Regions from separate parts of the Mus musculus genome. Here region 1 is linked to region 2. Evidence: chromatin contacts called from public HiChIP or PLAC-seq data. All regions are on one chromosome and are shown on one strand. Each heading gives the region's core, a stretch centred on a gene start, on an enhancer-like site or on the middle of the called end of the contact. The rest is flanking DNA. Distances are from core to core; before and after follow the strand shown. Region 1 has its middle 9.5 kb from the start of Tgm2. Region 2 overlaps Ctnnbl1 (catenin, beta like 1).

The links. HiChIP or PLAC-seq counts read pairs in DNA pulled down with a chosen protein or histone mark.
Region 1: an H3K27ac HiChIP or PLAC-seq map of embryonic stem cells shows a contact between it and region 2, with 5 read pairs. The contact joins two enhancer-like sites.

The regions. Positions count from the first base shown.
Region 1 is chr2:158,152,955-158,158,922 of GRCm38.p6, forward strand. No RefSeq gene overlaps it. Among named protein-coding and RNA genes, the nearest start is that of Tgm2, 9.5 kb to the left of the region's middle. Within about 2 kb of position 1,262, at least 158 of the 459 cell types and tissues checked have an H3K27ac peak or open chromatin away from gene starts, as enhancers often do. A contact at or near this core is called in embryonic stem cells, where this site is marked.
Region 2 is chr2:157,837,566-157,843,444 of GRCm38.p6, forward strand. The region is part of intron 11 of Ctnnbl1 (catenin, beta like 1); the gene reads left to right. Among named protein-coding and RNA genes, the nearest start is that of Vstm2l, 74 kb to the right of the region's middle. Within about 2 kb of position 3,241, at least 53 of the 459 cell types and tissues checked have an H3K27ac peak or open chromatin away from gene starts, as enhancers often do. A contact at or near this core is called in embryonic stem cells, where this site is marked.

The DNA.
Region 1 (5,968 bases), core at 12-2,511, 310 kb after region 2:
GATCCCCAGAACCTGTATAAAACTGAACACAGTGGAGTGCCAGTAATCTCAGCACTGGGGTTGGGGCGGAGCTGAAAGCAGAACCCTGAAGCTCATTGGTCAGCCAGTCTAGCCTTACACTTCAGGGTCAGTGAAAGACCCTGACTCAAAAAACAAAGGCAGACATTGTATCTTGCAGGAGGGAGGAGCTGACTAGGAACTAGGGGCGGGACTTGGGTGGGGGTGGAGGTATCATTTTCCCAAGTTGCCCACATTCTAGTCTCCTGCTCATGTTCATGCAACAACCCCAGTGAAACTAGGTGGATCAAGAGGGGAGAGGCACTGGACTTGTTAAGAAAGGAAGGGTTTTAGCAGGAGTAAGAGCGAATGAGAGAGAGGAAGGGCGTGAAGAACTCAGGATGGGCTTGTATGACATTTTCAAAGAGATGTACATATCTTTATTTTTCTGTTTACAGATGGACCTGGAGCTAGAGACAGTTGTGAACAGCCATGTAGAGTGCTGGGATCAAATCCTGGTCCTCTGCAAGAGTAGCCAGAGCTCCTCCCTACTGAGCCATCTCTCCAGCCTCAAAAATAATAAATAAATAAATAAATATGAAGGTGGAGAGCAAGCAAGAAAATAAATTTCATGTAGACCTTGTGTGTACTTGCGTTTGCACACATCCAGACTAACAAACGGGCATGTGCACCTCCCTCACACTTTTTTTTAAAGAATTTTTTTTTTTTAATTTAAAAAGAGACCGGGTTAGAAGTATGGCTCAGTGGCAGAGCACAAGGCTAGCTTGGCCCTGAATTAAATCCCTCCTCAGTTTTTTTTTTTTTTTTTAAAAAGGGCGGGGGTGGGAGGGGGCAAGAGTAGCTCGTTTTCTGTGTTGAGCCCAAAGGAATTCTGAGTCTCAGTGTTGAGCAAAGAGAGCAATTTGCAGGGCGGGGGTGGGGGCTCTACAAACCAGCCCTGTCGCGTGGGGACAGACGGTAAACATGGGCTCACAGAGTGAAGGTAAACAAGCAGAGGAGGGTTTGGAAAAAGCCAGCCAGAGCTGCCCGCGGTTCTGGGAGGGGCGCCGGCCCCAGTCGGGGTGGGTTGCTGCCCTTAAAGGTTTCAGTGTTCCCTGGGAGGAGACAACGTTTTCAAGTGCAGAAGCGACCTCCCGCCCCACTTTGGAGAAGGTTAATTTAGGAATGAATGAGCTGTTCTGAGCTCTCAGAATCGAGCTCTTATGGAAACGGAAACGCGGGAAACGCGGGGATTCACCAGAATAGAGGAGTGCTGGTAACTTGGGTGGAGGAAGTACAGAGAAGGGACACGCCCCCTGCACCCACAGTCAACCAAGAAAATACTGTGAATATTGGCGCCATATCCCTGCCAAAGCCACAAATGGGGCTAGGAAGAAAGAAGACTCGGGGGCCTCCACATCTGAAGCCTGTGGTTTCCCGGCTGCACGCTGAGCTTCTGAACACCACCCAGTCCTGTTTAAGTGTCTTAAAAAAAAAAGTTAGAGCCTCACTATGCTAGCCTAGAACTCATTATGTAGACCAGGCTAGCCCTTGCACTCTCAGAGATCTGCCTTCCTCTGCCTCCGGGGGTGGGGTGGGAGTCTGGGATTAATGATGCTTGCTGCTGAACCGCATCTTGAAAAAGGTCGCGTTCTATACACCAATGTTCAGAGAGGTGAAGCAAATGGCCCAAGGTCAGAGCACAGAAGAGACGGGGACGGCAGTCAACACTACTGGGATATAACAGAAGGTCAGCTGAGAAAGGACAAAGGTGACCACCCAAGTTCCCAAGGCCCAGCGGAGCTGCCTGAGATGCTGGGGTCCTCCACCCGCCCGGATTCTGCAAGGTTGCTCAGCTCCTCATCCCTCCCTCTGACTCAGGGTTGTGTCTGCAAGACACACCCAGTTCAGTCATTCAGAGCCAAGCGCTCCTTTCATGGAAACAAATGAGCCTCTAGGGCCCCAGTTGAGGTCGTCCATCTAATTCAAACACATTCACTGTACTGTATCCTGAGCTTCCTGAGGGCTTGTAGCAGCAATCCGTGAGACACTGAGGCTAGATCTCACTGTCACCCTAGGACTTGGAGATTCGGTTCACACCTGGAAGGGCATCTCTCCTGCCTAAATTGATAGCACCTTCTTTTTTTTTTGTTTTGTTTTGTTTTTCGAGGCAGGGTTTCTCTGTGTAGCACTGGCTATCCTCGAACTCAAAAATTCGCCTGCCTCTGCCTCCCATGTGCTGGGATTAAAGGCGTGTGCCACCACCGCCTGACTTGATAGCACCTTCTAAAGACACAGTTGGTCCAGTAAGTTTTGCAGCTGCATAATGGTCCCTTTCTACAAGCTCTTAAGACTGTCAATCAAATGGTCTTATCCAATTCTAGCTAAGGGCAGGCCAAACGCAGCCAATCAGACATTCTCCTGGGACTTTGGGTCTTTACACCAACAACCACCACTAAGGGTTGGAGTTTGCTGGTCCATTCCTAGTGGCTTCAGTTCGGGCCTTTCCTCAAGCTTGGCCTGCCTTCCTTCCTTTCTTCCTTTCTTTCTTTCTTTCTTCCTTCCTTCCTTCCTTCCTTCCTTCCTTCCTTCCTTCCTTCCTTCCTTCCTTCCTCTCTCTCTCTCTCTCTCTCTCTCTCTCTCTCTCTCTCTCTCTCTCTCTCTCTCTCTTTCTTTTTCACTCTCTAAAGAATCATAGTATTCTATTAGGAAAAGGCAGAGCTACATTGAAACAGGGGAGACAGAGTCTTGTGCTTTGAGATTGCAGCCATTGGAAGCCATGGGTATATCAACACTGGGAACAAAGGGAAGTTTTTAAAGGGGAAATGCGAGCTCTAGCAAGTATTGTGAAATAGTCATTGATGACTGATTAACCAAAGTGGCATCAGTCCGGGGTTGAACAGAAAGCTGCTAGACAGATGTCCCTGTCAAAGTGGCCTTTATACAAGATTGTGGACACTCTGCAAGGTTGTGGTTCTGTAAGGCATACATACAAAATAGCAGGTGCTTCACCCCCTTTATTTACTTCTTTGTTTAAGGTTGATACAGCTTTCACATTCTTTCTCTGTTCTTTGGAGACCCACATGGATCAGGAGCAGAGGCATACCTGTGAAGTGGTCATTCAAAATAGTGAAGCAAGCAAGGTATACTACCAGTCTCTAGGGTTCAGACAGAAAGTGTGTAACAGAGCACAGAGAGAAAGCAGAAAACGTACATTTCGAGTTGAAAAAGAGAACAATCCTCCTTGAATGCCGCTTTGTAATCTGCAAAGCTCTGAGCAGTGCCACTTGCCATTTTCCTACTATTTGTCAAAGCTACCACTCCGGGGTGATGTCAGCCCAAGGGAAACATGGCGCGTATGTGTTGGAGTGGGAAGAAGACTTTAAGTAGCATCTGGTCTGCTTTCTCTCAACTGTTATGGAATGAACGTATGTATTGCGGTTCTGCTGATAAAATAAATGTTAGCTGATCCCTTCAAACTAACAATCCTTTTTCAAGCTCAAAGATTGGCAGAAATTAATTCATTCCAAGTAACTGCACCGTGGTGAGTGGACTTACAGGTGACATTCTTTAAGCTTGGCCTTTCTAGTTTTGATTCTTAATTATATTTACTTCCAGTTCACCCATCCTGATTCCATATAGCGCAGTTCACGCAGGTCAGATATGACTCAGTCATAGTGCGAATTCTTAGTCACGATCTAGATTTTAGACAGTTCCTGGCGCACTCCAACGCCCCCCACCCCCCAGGCTCTTTTGCAAGCACAGATGCTTCCTCTCTGTGCCCAGCAACCCCTGGTATGTCTAGAGAGAACTCGGGACCTCTGGCATGCTAAGCCAGGGCTACCCCAGAGCTTCGGCCCCAGTACTCACTTTAAGAAGAAAATTTTTATTTTAAGACAGGGTCTCATTAAGGAGCCCAAGCTAGCCTTGAACCTGCCCTTTATCCCAGACATGCCTAAGTTTGCAATCCTCCTGTCTTAGCTCCTCATGAGCACAGGGTGTTACAAGCCTGAGCCACCAGGCCCAACCTGGCTGTAAGGTCTCTGAGTTCACTATTTCTGCAATGCTGTCCGGGTGGAATCCTGGGTAAATATGACTTTTGCTGACCTACTTCCATTGCTTAGGCTGGCATGGTGGACGCTGCTGCAGATCTCACCTGTTCCTTTTCACAACCAAGTAGTATTCCACGCCAGGAATGTCCCATCATTTATTTCACTGTGAACACGTGACTGCCTTCAGATTGTCATCACCCTTGGCGATGCTGTAAGCCTCCAGGTACTTCTCTGTAAGGAGCCGTGTCTTCATTCTCCGGTAAATGTCTGAAGCTGTCCTTAGGTCCCTCCAGTTGACTTGGGGGATATCTCCCAGCTAAAAACTGCGCGGACACTCTCAGAGGTCTCCTCGTCTAATGTGGTAGCGACTTCCATGAACCCCTCTCCCCTTTAATGATATCTGTCATCAATCTGCTCAGAACACCAGGACTCAGGAACTCCACTCCTGTGTGCTCCTGTGTGCTCCTGGACACACACTGAACTTGAGGACTTCCTTGCTAGGTAAAGTGTCGGAACCCCGGCCTTGGCGGCAGGGATGCACCTCACTAATGGAGGAAGCAGGGACTGACCAGGGACTTCCCACCGGCTGAAGCAAATTCTGTCCATCCTTTCTTTGGCCAGGCCTGCATTTCCCATTTGTGAAAAGATTAAATGGGACCAAACAGTGCATTTCTGATGGTTCCACTTCCTGCCATGTTTGCTGTTTGCTGTGACAGGAGTGGGGGGTGGGATGTCATCATCTGCCTCTCTACTGATTTCAGGGGATTGGAGCAGCTGGGCGCCCTACCGAGTTAGCATCTCAGGCCATCAATCCCAGAAGAGCAATTTGCTCCGTCTGCCTTTTTGGTTTAAAAAGAGAGATACCCCTGTCATCTTGGATTAGCGTCGCTCTGTTAGAGGATCCTTCTAAGTGGGCACAGCCCCCTCTCTTAGCCAATGTTTTCAGAATGTTCGAGTTTCTAAATGAGACCTGACAGGCTTTTGTCCCCCCATCTTTTAAAAATAAAACGAATGTTGCTGCACGATCTGGAAACTGATTTGATTAACCCTGTCACTTCCCAGGGTCAATCTGTCGCACAGTAGGTATGGTTGGATGAGGAGGTGGGTATACTAATGCCTAGGTGGCAGGCCCTGTGCAGGCGCTCCCCTCCTGCGAGTCCATCTCTAGTGCTTGCTCTTTCCTGCCTCACCTGATCGTACATCGTTATTCCCAGAGAAGTTCTCTGCATAATGGCTCCATAGACCTGTGTTTATAGAGGAAACTGAGGCTGAGGAGAGAGCACCTGCCTGTGGCCTCTGGTGGGATTTGCTGGCCTGGGCTGGTTCACACTCATGCTGGGTCCTGGATCTGTGGGCTGGGTTCACACTCATGCTGGATCCTGGATCTGTGTGTAGGCTGGGTTCACACCCTTGCCAGGTCTTGGATCTAGGGACTGCGTTCACACTCATGCTGGGTCCTGGATCTGTGGGCTGAGTTCACATCTGTGCTGGGGCCTGGATCTGTGGGCCGGGTTCACACCTGTGCTGGGTCCATCCCTGTGGGGGATCCCTGTGGATCCCCCACGTCTTGTATCAGCTGCACCTCTCTCCCCATCTCTAAGTGAACACAAAGTGTCAACCTCCCTTCCCTGTTCATTCTTTCCAGAGCACCCAATACCAGCCATCCCCCATTCTGGGAGAACCTTTCTGGCTCAGCTGAGACTGTCCCTAGGACTCCTCAAGAGAGGTCCTCATGATTTTAACTGTCACCAGTCCTCCCCACCAAGCCCACAGGACTCCTGGAACACCAGCTTAATGACCACCATGGTCCACCTTCTTACAGATGGGACAGCTGAGGGACTTGCTCAGGACTACTGTTCCCTAGTTTCTGTACTCTTGCTTCTTATAAAAGGACAACCCCAGTCCTAGTACCTTCTGCC
Region 2 (5,879 bases), core at 1,991-4,490:
ATCATATGAACTCTCTAGAGGCAGCACTCAGACGAGAACAAGTTAGAGACCTCATCAGATTCCCGTCGGATATTGACCAAGCTAGCTGTAAACAAGTTAACCCCGCTGCCAGCCTTTTTCTTTCTCTGTAGAACTCAGCTGGAAGAGGCCCTGGGAAGAGAAATGAGGGCCTGGATATCTAGACAAGCTTATGGCAGCCACTGTTGGGTGGTGCCAGGTTCTGCTCGAGCCATGTTGCTCACAGTCTGGTTTAGGCCTCACCACCAGTGGAGAAGATGGTGGTATCTTTGCTTAATCTTAAAGAAAATCAGCTCAGACAGGGGCCAGTGTGTGAGTTCTTGTGTATTTATGTGGATATATGTGTGTGCATATATGTGTGTGTATACATGGGGAGATCAGAGAACTTGCTCCTTGGCAGCTGTCTACTTTGTTTCTTAAGACACACAGAGACCCTCTGGCCTGGGGCTCACTAATTGGCTAAGCCAGTGTGGCCAGCAGGCCCCAGAGGTCCTCCTATCTCTGTTGCCCCAGTACAAGTACCACCACTTTCACTTGGGTTCTGGGGATAAACTCGGGTCCTCACTCTGGCAAGGCAGGCACTTTACTGACTGAGCCGTCTCCTCCTGCCCCTAGCTGGCCCCATCCAGACCCTTGGTCTGAAATCTGAGGGAATGAGACCAGTGAACTAAGCTGTGATGTCTGTGTCTTCAACTCCTGAGGTCTGAGCCCTAGTTGCCAAAACTGCTTCATAAGCCGGCGACTCTTCACACTGCTGTGTCCAACCTGCTGGCTTCTGCTGAGAGCCTTGACGCTGCTTTGAGCATGCGTGGAGAGAGGGTGAAGGAAAACAGCCCTGAGCCAGCTCTTGTTCATGTGCAGGGATCTGAGAAGAGGAAGTGACAGATTCAGCGAGCAGCTGTTTTCCTGCTGAAAAATGTGCCCGGTGGCATGCTGGTGACAGAACATTGCCTTTAGAGTGCCCACATTAGGAATCTGATAACATTATATTAGTGGGGGCAATGGCTTGGGAAGACAGCTCCTAGAAGGCTAGCGAGGATAAGCCGTGCATCCTGCACACAGCAGCACCCAGAAGTAGAAGGAAGGCCCAAGGACAAAGCACCGCCCTGCCTTCTGCCACCCTCCAGCTGCGCATCCTGGCAAACTCCCATAATCTTTAAATGGCGGGAAGACTAGATACGGCACATCATGCAGGTTTCTTTACCCTGCCTTGTCCCCTGTGCAAGCCCTGTGCTCTGACTGCTGTCCATGCCCTTCTGATGCAAGTGTGCCAGGTCTGTGTGCAACAGCAGAGCACCGTGACCTCTCACCATCAGGATTGCTTGTGACTAGGTTCCTCTCAGGCTTCCATTGGCCCCTTCCACTGTTGGCAGTACTTAGTGCTCATCGATTGGTCTGGCTAGCAGCTGGTCATCCTTAGTTGGATGTCTCTTTCTTAGACAGGCCCTCTAATTAATGCATCTTGATTCTAAGACTTGGTCCCCAACCCATGACATTAAAAAATCGGTGCTTGTCATCTCTGGGTCCCACTGCCTAGCCTGGTGCTTGATGTGTAAATAAGAGCACAATAAATGTTTGGAGGCTGCTAGTTTTAACACCTTCCCTGGAAGATTTCATGAAGGTCAGCACAGGCTTGAGCCTCTCCCCAACTTGCTAAAGGCACATAGCTGAGTAGTTCACACGATGGTTCTCAGTGATGTATGCCTTTAATAAGGGTCTTTCTTCCAGGTTCTTCTGAAGTAGAAGTAAGACCTTTGCTAGGCACCTTGGATTCTGTCACTCTGGCTTAGAGATGATAGTAGCTGTACCCTCAGGGGCCCAGTATGCACAGAGCTTCATCATAGGTAAGGCTTGCTCAGGACAAGCTTCTGCTGGTACTCAGATTCCTAATTAATCATCATGCAAAGGGAGTTCGTTCCCCAGTCTGGAAACTGCCTAGAACGTCCCCTTTTCTTTCTTAGCAAGTTTTAGATTTGTCTTACATGCTGGTTGCCTTAAGTCCATTCTCAGCCCTGTCACCTCAGGACCTGCCCCAAGCAACTGCAGTGGCAATTTAGTCTGGTGGCACAGGTAGCTCACTGCTAATCATGTGCGGTCTTGGGCACATTCTAAATTCTCTCTCTGAGCCTCAGCTGCCTGGTCTATAAAATAGTGGGACTTGAATCACCCACTCTGGCTGTGTATAAGGGCCAGATGGAAGGACAGTAGTAGTAAGACTGCTGCTGCTCTACATCCGCGTGGTGGTCCCACCAACTGTGGATTGAGAATGTGAGACCCACCAACTGTGGATTGAGAATGTGAGACACACCAACTGTCAGTAGTGAGCATGTGCAGTCTCTTTTGAGTGTGTGTCAGTCATTATTTCTCAAGCAATATAGCTTTCTCATACAGCTTTTACATTGCAGTTATTACGGTGATCTAGAGATGATTGATTGATTTGTTGATTGATTGATTTGTTGATTGATTGGCTGGAGACAAGCACCCTTGGATGGCTTGGATCTGTTGTGAGATCAGACTGGCCTTGAACTCACAAAGAGATCTGTCTGTCTCTTCTTCCTCAGCGCTGTGTACTGTGGCTTGATGATTTAATGAATATGGGAGGTTATTTCTGGATTATGTGCAAATACTGTGCTATTTTACTTAAGGGACCTTGGCAGCTACATATTTTGTTATCTCTGCCAGGCTCTGGGCCTAATCCCCTCTCAGATACTGAGAGATGGCTTTTTATGCCTATCATAGACCCTACAATTAAATAGTCAGCTTTGAAAAGTGTTAATTCTGTCTCATAACAATATTGCTGGCAGTTTTGTATATCTGTGCCTTGGCCACACAACCCAGCCCTTTCTAGAAGTCTTGGGGTGAACTTGACAATAGGAGGGCTGTATGTATGCATGTTTGTTTGTGTGCAAGCACATGGAGAGGCCAGAGTCTGTGTCTCCATTGCTCTCCACCCAAATTTTTAAGATAGGGTCTTCCACTGAGTGGCTGGTTCTAGGAATCCTCCTGTCTCTGCCTCGTCATCACTGGGACTGTAGGCAAGCACCACATGTGTGACTTTTGACTGTTGGGCAAGCACTTCACCAAATGAGCCCTGGGAGAGAGAGCTCCTCCTTGGTGGAGAGGTCCTGCTGAATACCATGGTTTCATAAGCCAGCTATGGCCTCTCAGCCAATAGGAGGGGTTGAGAAAGGAGAGCCTCTAGACTCCAGACTCTGGAGAGGAGGGGGAAACAGAACTGCTCTCAGAACCTCAAACTGCTGGTAATTGGTTCCTCTTTTGTGAGTCTGGGTGGGGAAGGAAAAGAATTATTGTAATTGAAATCCATTCAGGTTTGCATAATAAAACCTTCAGAAATAGATCTGGGGAGGCACTTAGTGTGGGGGATGGGTCAGAAAGAGCCACTTGCCCTTGGGTGCAGTAATATGACTGGCTGCCTCCTTGGATTTATAAAGAATTGCACAGTGTGTATTGTCTCCTTGGTTTTAACTACTTTAGCATAGGCAGGGAGGATAAAAGAACTGGGATCCAGAAATGGCATCTGACCTTTACTTCCTGGCTCTCTTTTAAATTCTTATTAAAATAGGCCCAATTTTCCTTGTATTGCCTCATTAGGTAGGTGAGTTATTGAGTTTGTAGCCGTTCTAGTTAATTGCGCTGTTTTAACATGGTTCCCCTGGAGGCTGTTAAGAGCTTTGAGGGGGTGAGCTCCCAAGCAGTGTAGGTGTGTGGCATGCTTGCTGGGCATGCGCGTACATTTCCACCTTATCCACAGTGACAGTGGTTGATAGCAGGTCAGTGCTTTGAAGACGACTTTTCTGTTGTCAGTGAAGGGTTTTAAGTGATTCTAGTCAACTCCGAATGTCAGGAAACATGTTGATGCCCCAGGCTTCCTGGACTTCTAACACAACAAAAGAACAGGCCAGGCTCCCATGACACTCCTCAGATCCTGCAAGGGTCAGAACAGAAAGGGCATGGCTTCTCGGCAGTCAGACATAAGGGGACTTTGGTCAGCCCAGAGGAAAAGGAAGCACTGTTACAGACTGCGGCTAAGGCATGATGGCATCCCATCCTTTTGTGCAAGCGTAGGATGGAATTAACACTGTGGTTAAAATAGGGCAGAGACCTTAGGATACGGCAGGGCTTGTGTGCACAGGGAAGATAGTGGCCTGCCAATTCTGCAGAGTCTGTCTGCTCTTCCCAGGCCCCAGCTCCATGTTCCCTGCTTCTGCCTGCCCTGCAGCCTCCCTGCTCACTTACACAGGTGTCACTTGCACCACTGGCCTGGGTGCTCCCCTCAAGTCTTTGACCTCCATTTGTCCCTGGCTCCCAGACCTTGATCCTCTTCTGTCTCCCAAGGCCTGGTCAGCACAGCTAATCACCAACAGATACACCCACATATTCAGCAGGCCTCTTCCTGCCCTGCTTCAGCACTGCTCCTGCTGCGCACAGAAGCCAGCATCCCATGTGGACCTCTGTGATTCCCCATGTGCACTTTGTTTTTTAAACTATGACTTCTACCTTATAAAAGTCTCCACCAGCTCTCTCTGTTGCCTTGGCTACCTGTGTCACCTCAGTGAACTTCTCTGCAGCCCTAATATCTAGCTCCTTGAACCCATTTCCTGAGTCCCCTCTGTCTCAAAGGCAGTAAATGAATCAGAACTCCCAGCCTTTAGCAGTCTTTTAGGAAAGGAGGAAATAGCCAAGGGGGTAAAGTTGGTTAGGTAGATATTAATCACAGAATTCCATTAGCAATTACAAAGACCTTCCTGACAAGAGGATTTCATCATTAAAGATAACAGAGCAAGGGCCTTAAAGAAGAGGAAGGTGGAGGGGAGAGGGCAAGGACCCAGCACTAGGCCAGGACATCCCCGTTGTACATCGTTCACAGCCCTCCAGCTCAGGGTCATTTTCTTTTCTAAAGGTTCAGCGACGCTGAGCCTCGATGACACCACCACCAGGTCAGTCACTAAAGGAAGACTCAGACTCCCTCCACTTGGATCACAATTCTCGTTATTTCATGAGCTGGGGCTGCCTTGCCCATTTGTTTTGCTCGGTTAGTTACATGAGTTCTTAATCAGAAAACTCACTTCATTACAAGTTGTCATGGTGGAAGCGATTCTTGTTTAGCTCTTTTTCATTTTGAATGTGAACCATTCCCTGCAGGCTTATATGTTGAAAGCCTAGTCCCTAGCTGGTGGTGCTGTTTTGGAAATGTGAGGATATGGGCACCCAACTGGAGAAGTCACTGGAGCTATGTTCTGTGGGGCTAAACTTGGTTCCTGTCTCTCTCCTCCTGGCTACTTCCCTGCTGCCCTGAGGTGAGCAGCTTTCCTCAGCATAGTCCAGAAGTGAGGGAGCCCACCAGGTAGACCAAACTCTGCTATCATGAGCCAGAATGTCTCCTTGTCTCCTTGAATTGTTTGTGCCAGCCTCCAGAAGTCTAACGTTATCCTTCTGAATCTCAGATTGTGAAGAGGAAGGCAGCGACTGGGTAAAAGTGTGGCTGGGCATTTCTAGTGCCTGGGCATTTCTAGTGCCTGCCGTACGCTTGGTACACGATAGGTGTTCAGTACATGCTGGGGGCGCCAATAAATGAGTTTATGTAGCACCCGCATGGTGTATAGTGACTGCCACCAAGGTCCGGCCAGGATTTCAAAGCGTGACTGAATCTGTATTTCTTAAACATGCAGGGGTTTCTACTCCAAGAAGTTGCTCAGTAATAGTCCATACAGATTTGTTCCTTAGTCTCTAAGAACAAATGCTCTACTCACCTTTCTGAGTTATGGAAGGACTGAGCTAGCTTCCATATTAACATGGAATTATTAATTCCATATTATTAATAGTGGAACTAATAATTAATG